Regions from separate parts of the Sus scrofa genome. Here region 2 is linked to region 1. The links are chromatin contacts, called in public Hi-C maps. All regions are on one chromosome and are shown on one strand. The core of a region is the stretch at or near the end of the contact, and the rest is flanking DNA. Distances in the headings are between cores, read along the strand shown.

Region 1 (4,588 bases), core at 780-3,279:
CCTCACCCCAGTAATACTCTCCCCTCAACCCTGGACGTAGGCATGTTAGGGGCAGGATGGTGATAGCACATCATCACCCACCCAGGACATTCAACAGAGCAGCCTCTGTGGCCACTATCTGCTCAGCTTGTGGGTTCAGAGGGGGGGCTCTCTCTTTCAAACTGCAGGCTCCCTGGGGGCAACGTGCAGTGCACCAGCCAGCTGTTTTCTCAAAGCCTAGCTCAAGAAAGCCAGGCTCAGGACAACACCTGCCCCAGGATGTCTATGGAGTGAGTGAATATGAAGTGATAGGAAGTTCTTTGTAAAGAAACAGGATACTTGGGATAGCCTGGAGCCGGGGAGGTATATGTGACAACCTCAGTTTTCCCATCTGTAAATAGGCATAATGGAGATATCCACTTCATGAGGATGACATGTCCACATGCGGGGTATAAAGAGGGCAACAAAATATCTAAGGATCATGAATGTAAATTACCTACAGAGTATGGGGCACATGGCAAATTACATGTTAACATTGTTGGAATTATTATTCCCCACCACCCCAGCCCGAGGACCAGGTCTGAGTATCCCCCGGAAGTGACCATTCTTCACCAGCCTTTCTGGGCCAGCAAAGGCTCCATTCTGGAAGGTTTTCAAGCTTCTCCTGCGCTTAGTTTCTCATAGGCATGGACTTGGCTCAGGGATATTTTTCACCCAGGAAGAAGCTTTAACCATGCCACAGAATCCCAGATTTGGGAGCTGTAGGGGCTTCCAGGGGATTTTCTAATCCGTGCCTCCATCTACAGAAGAGGAGGCTACAAACCAGAGCCTCACTTCCAGGCTTGTCTGGGTCCCCAGCTGACATTCCCAGGTCTCCAGACATTCAGGCCAATGCTCTTTCCACTACTCCATGGCACCTCATCTGGGACCTGGTTGGACCATAGGCCCAAAGGTCACACCCTCAGGACATGGGTATGTCCTGACCAGCTTTGGGAAATTCTAGGAAATTACTCCTATTTTTTTCCTAAGACATGGAGAAGCCTGAAGGCAGATATAAGTGTTTATGGTTTTGTCAGGGTAATAACATCCTACTGTGCCAAGTGCCAAGTCAGGTACAGTGTACTGCCATCCATGCAGTGCCCCCAGGGAGCCGTTAAAGAAAAGCCTTCCCGCTTCACAGATGGAAGCCCTGAGGTCCAAAAGGCCACACCCTGCCCAGGTTCACTGGGACTACTGCAGAGCCAGGCACCCATACAATTCTACTCCCACTCTCAAGGTGGACTCACCACCAGCGCCCTGAGGCACCAAACCTCTCTCTCGGCAGGGTAAGGAATTTATTTTTTTCCCCAGCCTTAGGAGGAGCCCTGAGGTCGGATCCCTGGCCTCAGTAGTGCGCAACAGTCCCAAGAGTCCTCTCCAGCTCCTACGCACCGGTCCTGGGCCAGGTCTAGCTCCTTAGTAAGGAACTCGAAGAAGCGGGCGCTGTGGACGCGGTTCTCCTCAGCTGTGCCCACCACACCGATGGAGGAGACGAGCAGCTGCGCGGCAGGCTCTGCTGAGCCGTTCAGCGCCATGACCAGGCCGGGCCGCACCGTCACGTTCACGCGCTGCGGGGACACAAAAGTTTCGCCTGAGACCGGTACAGACCGGGATCGTGTGGAGGACCGGGGAGTGCGGCGGCCCCGCGGGATCAGCGTTGGGGCACGTCGGGGTCACGACTGGGCAAGGCGACACAGAGCAAAGGTGGGGATGAGGCCGTGGGTCATGGAGAGCCAGAGGTCAGAGCTTGGCGGGCGGCGGACGAGCGCGAAAGAGTCGGGGTCGCAGTGGAGAGGCCGGACGCGGACAGAGCTCTACCTCGGTCGCCAACCGCCTCCCGCCCCCTGCTTCCTAGCCCATGCTCACGTCCTCAGGCTTGCCCAGGATGGAGGCGGTGGCCGCGCAGAGCCGCTTCTCCAGTCCTGCGGCCAAGCGGTCGGCGGGCAAGTTCGTGTCCAGCTCTACGAACGGCATGTCTGGCGCGAAGGCGCGCGAACATTGGCCAGGGAGAAAGGACCTGCGGAGTCCAGATTGGTGTTCCTGAGGGTCGGGCCACAAGGCGCAGGGGCGGGGCACCGCGGAAAACCGCCGCTCATTGGCTGGGCGGGCACGCAGCGCCCTCCGCTGGGCTGTCTAGGCCACACCCCCGGCCTCAGCAGCCAACCTCTGCAAGCGCTAGCGCTGATTTCCGGAAGTGTTGTACCCCGGCCGGCACCGCGTAACCCCATCCCCAAAGGGACATTGGCCGGGCCCGGCCCCGCCCATGCGTCGGGTCCCGCCCACTCCCCGGGCGCTGTAGCTGCAACCTGTTTCCCGTGCTCGTCTGCTTTTTAACCAGTTTTAGATGGCTAAAAACACCCAAACATGGACAGCCGTAGGAGCCTTCCCAGGCTCCATCCTAATAACCTTACAACGTTACAGAGGCTTAACATTTTTTTGAATGAGTTACCTCTATGTCAGTCAGGCAACTTCGCGTTCTATGTGGGAATCTACACCGGTCTAGATCAGGAGACCTGGTGGCAGGTGTGGGCTCCAGTGGGGCGGGCAGAGAACCTCGGGCTAACTGCATCCCTACCTGGCCCTTACATACATCTGCCTTTGTGCCCCTTCGTGCCTGAGGCAACCTTGCCTCACTGTGAAGGACCACCCACCAGGGGGGCAAGAGCCAGGTCCCAACTGAATTACCAGCAATGTTTATAGGACGGACTTTATAGTTTTACAAGTGAAGTAAAAGGTGTTATTTAAAAAGTGAAAGGAGTTCCCACCGTGACTCAGTGGTTAACGAATCCAACTCGGAACCATGAGGTTGCGGGTTCGATCCCTGGCCTTGCTCAGTGGTTTTTGCCGTAAGCTGTGGTGTAGGTAGCAGACGCGGCTCAGATTCCGCGTTGCTGTGGCTCTGGTGTAGGCTGGCGGCTATAGCTCCGATTCGACCTGGGAACCTCCATATGCCGTGGGAGCGGCCCAAGAAATGGCAAAAGTAAGTAAATAAACAAATAAATAAATAAAGTGGAAGACGAAACTAAACATGGTACTCATCAGCGTTGCAAAGTTGTTTGAATTGTAAATGAAAAATGAAATTGTGTACATGTATATGAACAATTTCAGTTATACATCTGAAATTCTATGTAAGGGTGCATATTTAAGGAGCCTCCAGAGTTCCCTTGTGCAACAGGTTAAGGATTCAGCATTGTCAATACAATGGTTCAAGTTGCTGCTATGGCATGGGTCCAATCCTTGGTCCAGGAACTTCCACATGCTGTGGGTGCAGCCAAAAAAATTTAAAAAATAAAAAAGAAAAGAACTTCCATAGGAGGCAGGCAGGCTGAGGCTCTGTCTGTCCATGACCCTATCTCCTTAGCAGTTTATTAGATGATTCAGATATCTAGGACACAAGACAGGTAGATTATGACCATCCTGAGGGTCAAGTGTCAAGTCTGGGACCCAGAATGGGGCATGGAGAAGGCAGTGGTTGGGTTACAAGTAGGCACGGGAGAGCAAAGCATCTCCATAGCACCTGGGGGTCAGGAAGTAGCCTGAGACTTCCCTCCCTGCAAGGAGGTTCAAGAACCAGCCCTGTACCTGACTTGGCCTAGGGCAAGGTCAAGGATTCTCCCCACAGAAGGATGTGGTAACAAATACCAAAAGACCAGGAGGAGGACCAGATAAAAAAGGTAAGGAGGGGCCTGTAAACCAAGGAAATAGCCTGAGCCAAGGCCAGGAGGCCCAGGGGGAAGCTGGGAGCTGGGGATTGAGGTGGGAAGCAGGAAAATGACTGGCTACTGTGGGAAAATGGGGGGTGGGGGGGCAACACCTCAAATGCAAAGGTCATGGTTCAGGGACTTACCTTTTGTCCTTTAGTCTCAGACCAGTGAGGCACCAGGGAAAGTTTCAAATAGGAGAAGGTCAGGGTCAAAGTTGTGTTTACTAAAGCTCTTTCCATTGGTCATGAGGAAATCAGCGTGCAAGCAGTAAAGGCAAAGTTAGCAAACAGACAGGAGGAGGAATCCTGGCCAGGTGTGTGGAGGGCACTGGGGACCAGACTCTGCCTGGGGTGTCTTGCTCACCACCAGGGTGGGAAGAGGGCAGCAATTCTGGTGGCTCTGCAGGCCCAGCCCACACTCAGTGCAGGAGAGGCTGCACTAAGGGCTTTAGCTTCTCCTTTATGGCCTTATCAGCTGGAGGCAAGTCCTTGGCCTTCATGATGGCCGCATGGGCCTCCTGGAAGAGGTCCTCCCCCACTTCGGCTTCCACACGCTGGCGCCACGCAGCCAGCTTCGGCCGGCTCTTGAAGAGGTCGCAGCCAGCACTGACAGGCTGTGGGGAAGAGGGAGAGCCAGCTGGAGGGATGGGGCCCAGTGAGGCACAAGACAGCATGACCTGGCTTAGGGATCCTCTGGGTGGATCTTCCCTCCTCTGCCACACATGTCACAGGCTAGGTGGTCTCTTCTAGGAAACACTGGGAAGCTCCTCAATATCTGTGCAGGGTGGGGTTTTTAAGCACCGCCCCCCCACACACCTTTTTTTGCTGCCTCCGCAGCATGTGGAAGTTCCCGGGCCAGGGATCAAA
Region 2 (4,588 bases), core at 874-3,373, 130 kb after region 1:
GGGAACTTCCACATGCAGCCCTAAAAAGACAATAAATAAATAAATAAATAAAATAATTGAAACGCTTTCTTCAGCCTCTTGTTAGCAATATTGGTCAAGAAATGGATTGGGATTTCCCATCATGGCTCAGTGGAAACGAATCCGACTACCATGGGTTTGATCCCTGGCCTGGCTCATGGGTTCAGGATCCGTCATTGCCATGAGCTGTGGTGTAGGTTGCAGATGCAGCTCTTATCTAGTATTGCTGTGGCTTTGGCGTAGGCGGGTAGCAACATCTCCAATTAGACCCCTAGCCTGGGAACCTCCATGTGCCACAGGTGTAGCCCTAAAAAGACAAAAAAATAAAATAAAAAGAAATCATGGATTTAATGAGCTAATTATACATTTTTTTCTGATACCTATGAAAACACAAAGTAAAATATTCATTTGTGTAACTACCTTAAGTGGCTCCAAGTGCCTCTATGGGTGCATGGCTATGCTTTGGGGGACCTCAGTCCACCCGTTATGGGGGTTCCAGTAACAACCACCCACCTGGCAGGCCACAGGGGTGAGCCATGGTTACAGCAAGATGGGCTGGTCACAGAGGGCTTCGTGTAAGAGGAAGACCTTGATAAGCCTAGTTTGGCAAATAGGAATAGGTGGATGGGGACTGTATGAGCCAAAGAGGTGGAGGTCCACCAGGCCTAGCATGTCTGTGATGAGAGAGTAGCCACCCTTAACATGCTCCCTGCATCTCCAGGTAGATGGTCTCTCCCCCTTCAGGGGAGAAAACTGAGGCCCAGGCCCAGGGGGGGGCCAAGGGAGGACCCTGGCCCACAGGCTGGCTGAGAGCACTCTGTGGTACAGACAGAGGGACATAGTACAGACATAACCAACCCTGCCAGGCACTGCCGGGCCCCTCTCCCCTCCTTCCCTCCCACCATCTCCTCACAGAGGGGCCTCATCTCCCCACCTGGGTGCACCCCCTCCCATGCTTTTGCTCTGGGCAATTTCATCCACCCACAAACCTGGTGCCAGGAGGCCTCTCAGGTGTAGGGGACCCAGGATGGGTAAAAAGTCAGGACCCCTCCCCACCAACAATAACAATATGACCACTGAGAAATCACTCAGAAAAGATCATGAAGGAGTTCCCGTTGTGGCTCAGCAGAAGCAAAGCTGACTAGTATCCATGAGGATGCGGTTTACATCCCTGGCCTCACTCAGCGAGTTAAGGGTCTGACATTGCTGTGAGCTGTGGTGTAGGTCACAGATGTGGCTCGGATCCCACGTTGCTATTGCTGTGACATAGGCTGGCAGCTGCAGTTCCAACTGGACTCCTAGCCTGGCAACTTCCATATGGCACATATGCAGCCCGAAAAAGCAGGTAAAAAAAAAAAAAGAAGAAGAACTTGAAAACCTCGAGTTCCTCAAGGGCTGGGCAGCATCCTAAGATCCTGCATCAGCCCTGCACTGGGCCTAGAACCAAGGTGATTCTTGGTTCTAGAATTCAAGGCCACGGGATTCAAACCCATTCAAACACCTCTAGGCGCTCAGGTCAAGGCCTTTGGGAGGGACACACTGCGTGAACGCTGTCAGAGTCTGGCGCTGCATCCTTGGGGCAAGGGATCGGGAGGGGTGGAAGGCCAAACCGCGGGCTTGAGCGCACCTAAGTGGGAGCAGGCTGCGGGTTGGGCTTTTGCTGGGAAGGAGTCGAGACGCCCCCTGGTGGGCATTCGGGGTCGGGGGATGGCGCAAGACCTCCTCTGGCGGGCGGTTGGGTGAGTGCTTTTTCCCTGCCACAGTCCGTCCACCCGGGACTCAGAGGCCACGCCGCAGCCAGCGAGCCGGTCTGATAGGAGGGAGAGGAGCAGGGCCTGGCCTCCTGGTGCCTACTCCCCGAGCTCGGGACAGCCCCCAGCTCCCTCCGCTCCCTGCGTTCCACTGGGGTCTCTGGAGGACCAGGCTGGTTGCCCCGGCGTACGTCCTCGGCACCCTGCGACAGCGGCCCACGTCTCCAGGGCGCACACGGCTCGGGCCAGGAGCCAGGGCGCAGGTCACCGACACCAGGGGAAGCAGGAAGGTAGAGACCGACGGACCCGCGCAAGTACAGCAAGACCCGGGGTCCAGCTCCTCCTTCCGGGGGCGTGGCCCCGCCGCGGCCCCGCCCCGGCTGCGCCGGCTGTGACAGGCGCCTCCGCGCTGGTCCTCGAGCCAGAACTGCCGCCGCCGTCACCTTCGCGGTCGCTCGACTGATCCCATCAAAGCGACCATGCCCCGGGGGAGCCGCAGCGTGGCCGCCCGGCCAGCCAGGTGTGACTGGGACAGGGCCCCAGGGGGAGGGGGCTGAGGAAACGCGGCACCCAAGGGCATGACAGCGTGACCTTGGCGGCTGCTGCGCCATCTTGGCGTGGGAAGGGCGATGGTGCAGCAGTCGCGGGTGGTCGCCCACCCTCTGGCTGGGGTAGAGGGTGCCTCCCCCGAGCTGCAGGCACCTGGGGCCCTCGGCCAGGAGTCCGGCAAGGATTAACCCTGTTAACCTCCTACTTTGCAGCCGCGCCGCCGCGCCCTCTGCCCACCTGCCCGCGCACCCGCCGCCCTCGGCAGCAGCCCCTGCCACCGCTCCGTCGGGCCAGCCCGGCCTGATGGCGCAGATGGCGTCCACGGCTGCCGGAGTAGCCGTGGGCTCGGCTGTGGGACACGTCGTGGGCAGCGCCCTGACCGGAGCCTTCAGTGGGGGGAGCTCAGAGCCCGCCCAGCCTGCTGCCCAGCAGGTGAGCAACTAGGCTCAAGGGAAACTGAGACCGCCTTCTCTCAGGGCCACATAGCAGGAGCTTCAGGCATGTCCAGCCAGGACTGTCCTTTGAGGAGTGTCGGAGGTGTCCAGAGCTTCCTCCGCCAAGGACTTTGTCCTATTCATCGCCCTACTGTTGGCCTCTGGTCACTCACAAGCAGGCTCTCCCATCACCTCCCCTGGGGCCAGGGTCCCTAAATTTCCATGGACAGACACCGAACAGCCTTCTAAAGATGGGGAAATGAAGGCCCTTAGGGCTCAGAGACTGGCCCAAGGTCACCTAACCACTGTAGAAGAGAGAGATGTTGAAGTTCCTGAGTCCCTGCTCTCCCACCCCCAGGTGTGCCCCAGAGCCCCTGCACCCAAGGGCGAAGGGTAGCCAGTGACTTTGGGCCTGTTCCCTGTTGGCCTATCCCCCACCAGGCACCCTACCAATCCTGATCCACATTCAGGCTTAGTGGCGGGGTCAGGGGTCATGAGGATCAGTGTGGCTGAGCTAGGAAGGTGCTAGAAATTGTGGGGGTGGGGCTTGCACTCCAGCAGAGCACTGAACTTTTCTAGAACCTTCTTCCGCCTCCCCACCCCCTTCCACCTGCCCAGTGTGCCTGTTATGAGGCAGCAGGGAATGCTATCTGTACCAGCACCAGCAGGTTCACCTGTTTCAAGGACAGAGCCACTATGGCTAAACAGGGCAGACTGGCCCAGGTCACTCACCCTCCAGGGACCTTTGGGCAGCGGGACTGGGAGTGTGGGTAGAGGCAGCCAGCACCACCAGGCGTGGAGTCCTCTTCTGTGTGCGAGCCCCTAGCTGACCTTGCTGCCTCCTCCCCTGTACCCCAGGCCCCAGCCCACGCTGCCCCCCAGCCCATGCAGATGGGGCCCTGCGCCTATGAGATCAGGCAGTTCCTGGACTGCTCCACTACCCAGAGTGACCTGTCCTTGTGTGAGGGCTTCAGCGAGGCCCTGAAGCAGTGCAAGTACAACCATGGTGAGCGCAGTGGCTCCAGGGGGTGGGAGGGGTGTCCTTCCCCCTGCACCTGCGGGCTGACCTCCAGCCTGTGCCATCTCCCTTGCTCCCTCTGCAGGTCTGAGCTCCCTTCCCTGAAGAGCCTGGTGTGGATTCAGGAGCCAGCCCCCCACCACCTCCACCCTTTCACTGACAGCCCGACTACAATGTCAGATTGTACCCACAGAGCTGGGGTAGGGAGTGAGGAGGGGGTCTCTCACCCCACAGGTGACCCGAGACGAAAATGTGCAATTAAAAGAGTTTATTTTAGACCCAAGCATGCTGTGTCCCCCTCATTGGATCGTCTTCGGGGTGTGGGTGGCAGATAGATGTCACACTGTGGGGTGAGATGCTTCACCCTAAACTAGTGCCCTCAGTGGGGAGGGTGTCCTTGTAATCCTGGGTAATCCGACAGCCTCGGGCAGTCCAAGCTGAGCCATGAGGCATCAGCAGGTGACCTTAAGGTGCCTGACTCCTGGGTAGATCCCTGGAGAGGCCTTTTGTCTCCTTTTGGGGACCCTGCCCCCTCCACCCTTCCTGTCTCTGCCTCTGAATCCCTTTCTCCGCACCCACATCTTAGAGGCCCTGGGCCCTGTCTGTGACCTTGCTGATGCCAGTTCCCAGTAATTCCAGATTCTGCAACAGGAACGAATGCTGCCAGGCCTTGGCCTGTTCATACATGGCAGAAGTCATGGCCAGCCCCCTTGGATTGAGTCCAGCTCATCCACTTGGCCGTGGTGTGCCAGCAGCTGCCAGAACAGAGGAGCAGGCCCTTCAAAAGCCATCATGGGAGTTCCCCCATGGGCGCACCT

What was found. Hi-C and Micro-C count contacts between places; a contact is called where the count stands out from the background.
Region 2: a Hi-C map of liver shows a contact between it and region 1, with 5 times the contacts expected there. The contact joins the promoter of CHCHD10 here to the promoter of DDT in region 1. A contact is called at or near these places in 3 of 47 Hi-C or Micro-C datasets (heart right ventricle and liver) and 1 of 2 datasets of contacts at active chromatin or transcription factors (alveolar macrophages).

Annotation. Positions count from the first base shown.
Region 1 is chr14:49,791,167-49,795,754 of Sscrofa11.1, forward strand. DDT (D-dopachrome tautomerase) reads right to left here and starts at 2,030. Exons shown (of 3, transcript NM_001243557.1): 1 at 1,885-2,030; 2 at 1,411-1,586. The coding sequence starts at 1,992.
Region 2 is chr14:49,919,477-49,924,064 of Sscrofa11.1, forward strand. It overlaps CHCHD10 (coiled-coil-helix-coiled-coil-helix domain-containing protein 10, mitochondrial), which reads left to right and starts at 2,124. Exons shown (of 4, transcript XM_001929468.4): 1 at 2,124-2,289; 2 at 2,531-2,750; 3 at 3,611-3,758; 4 at 3,856-4,053. The coding sequence starts at 2,249. The coding sequence ends at 3,875.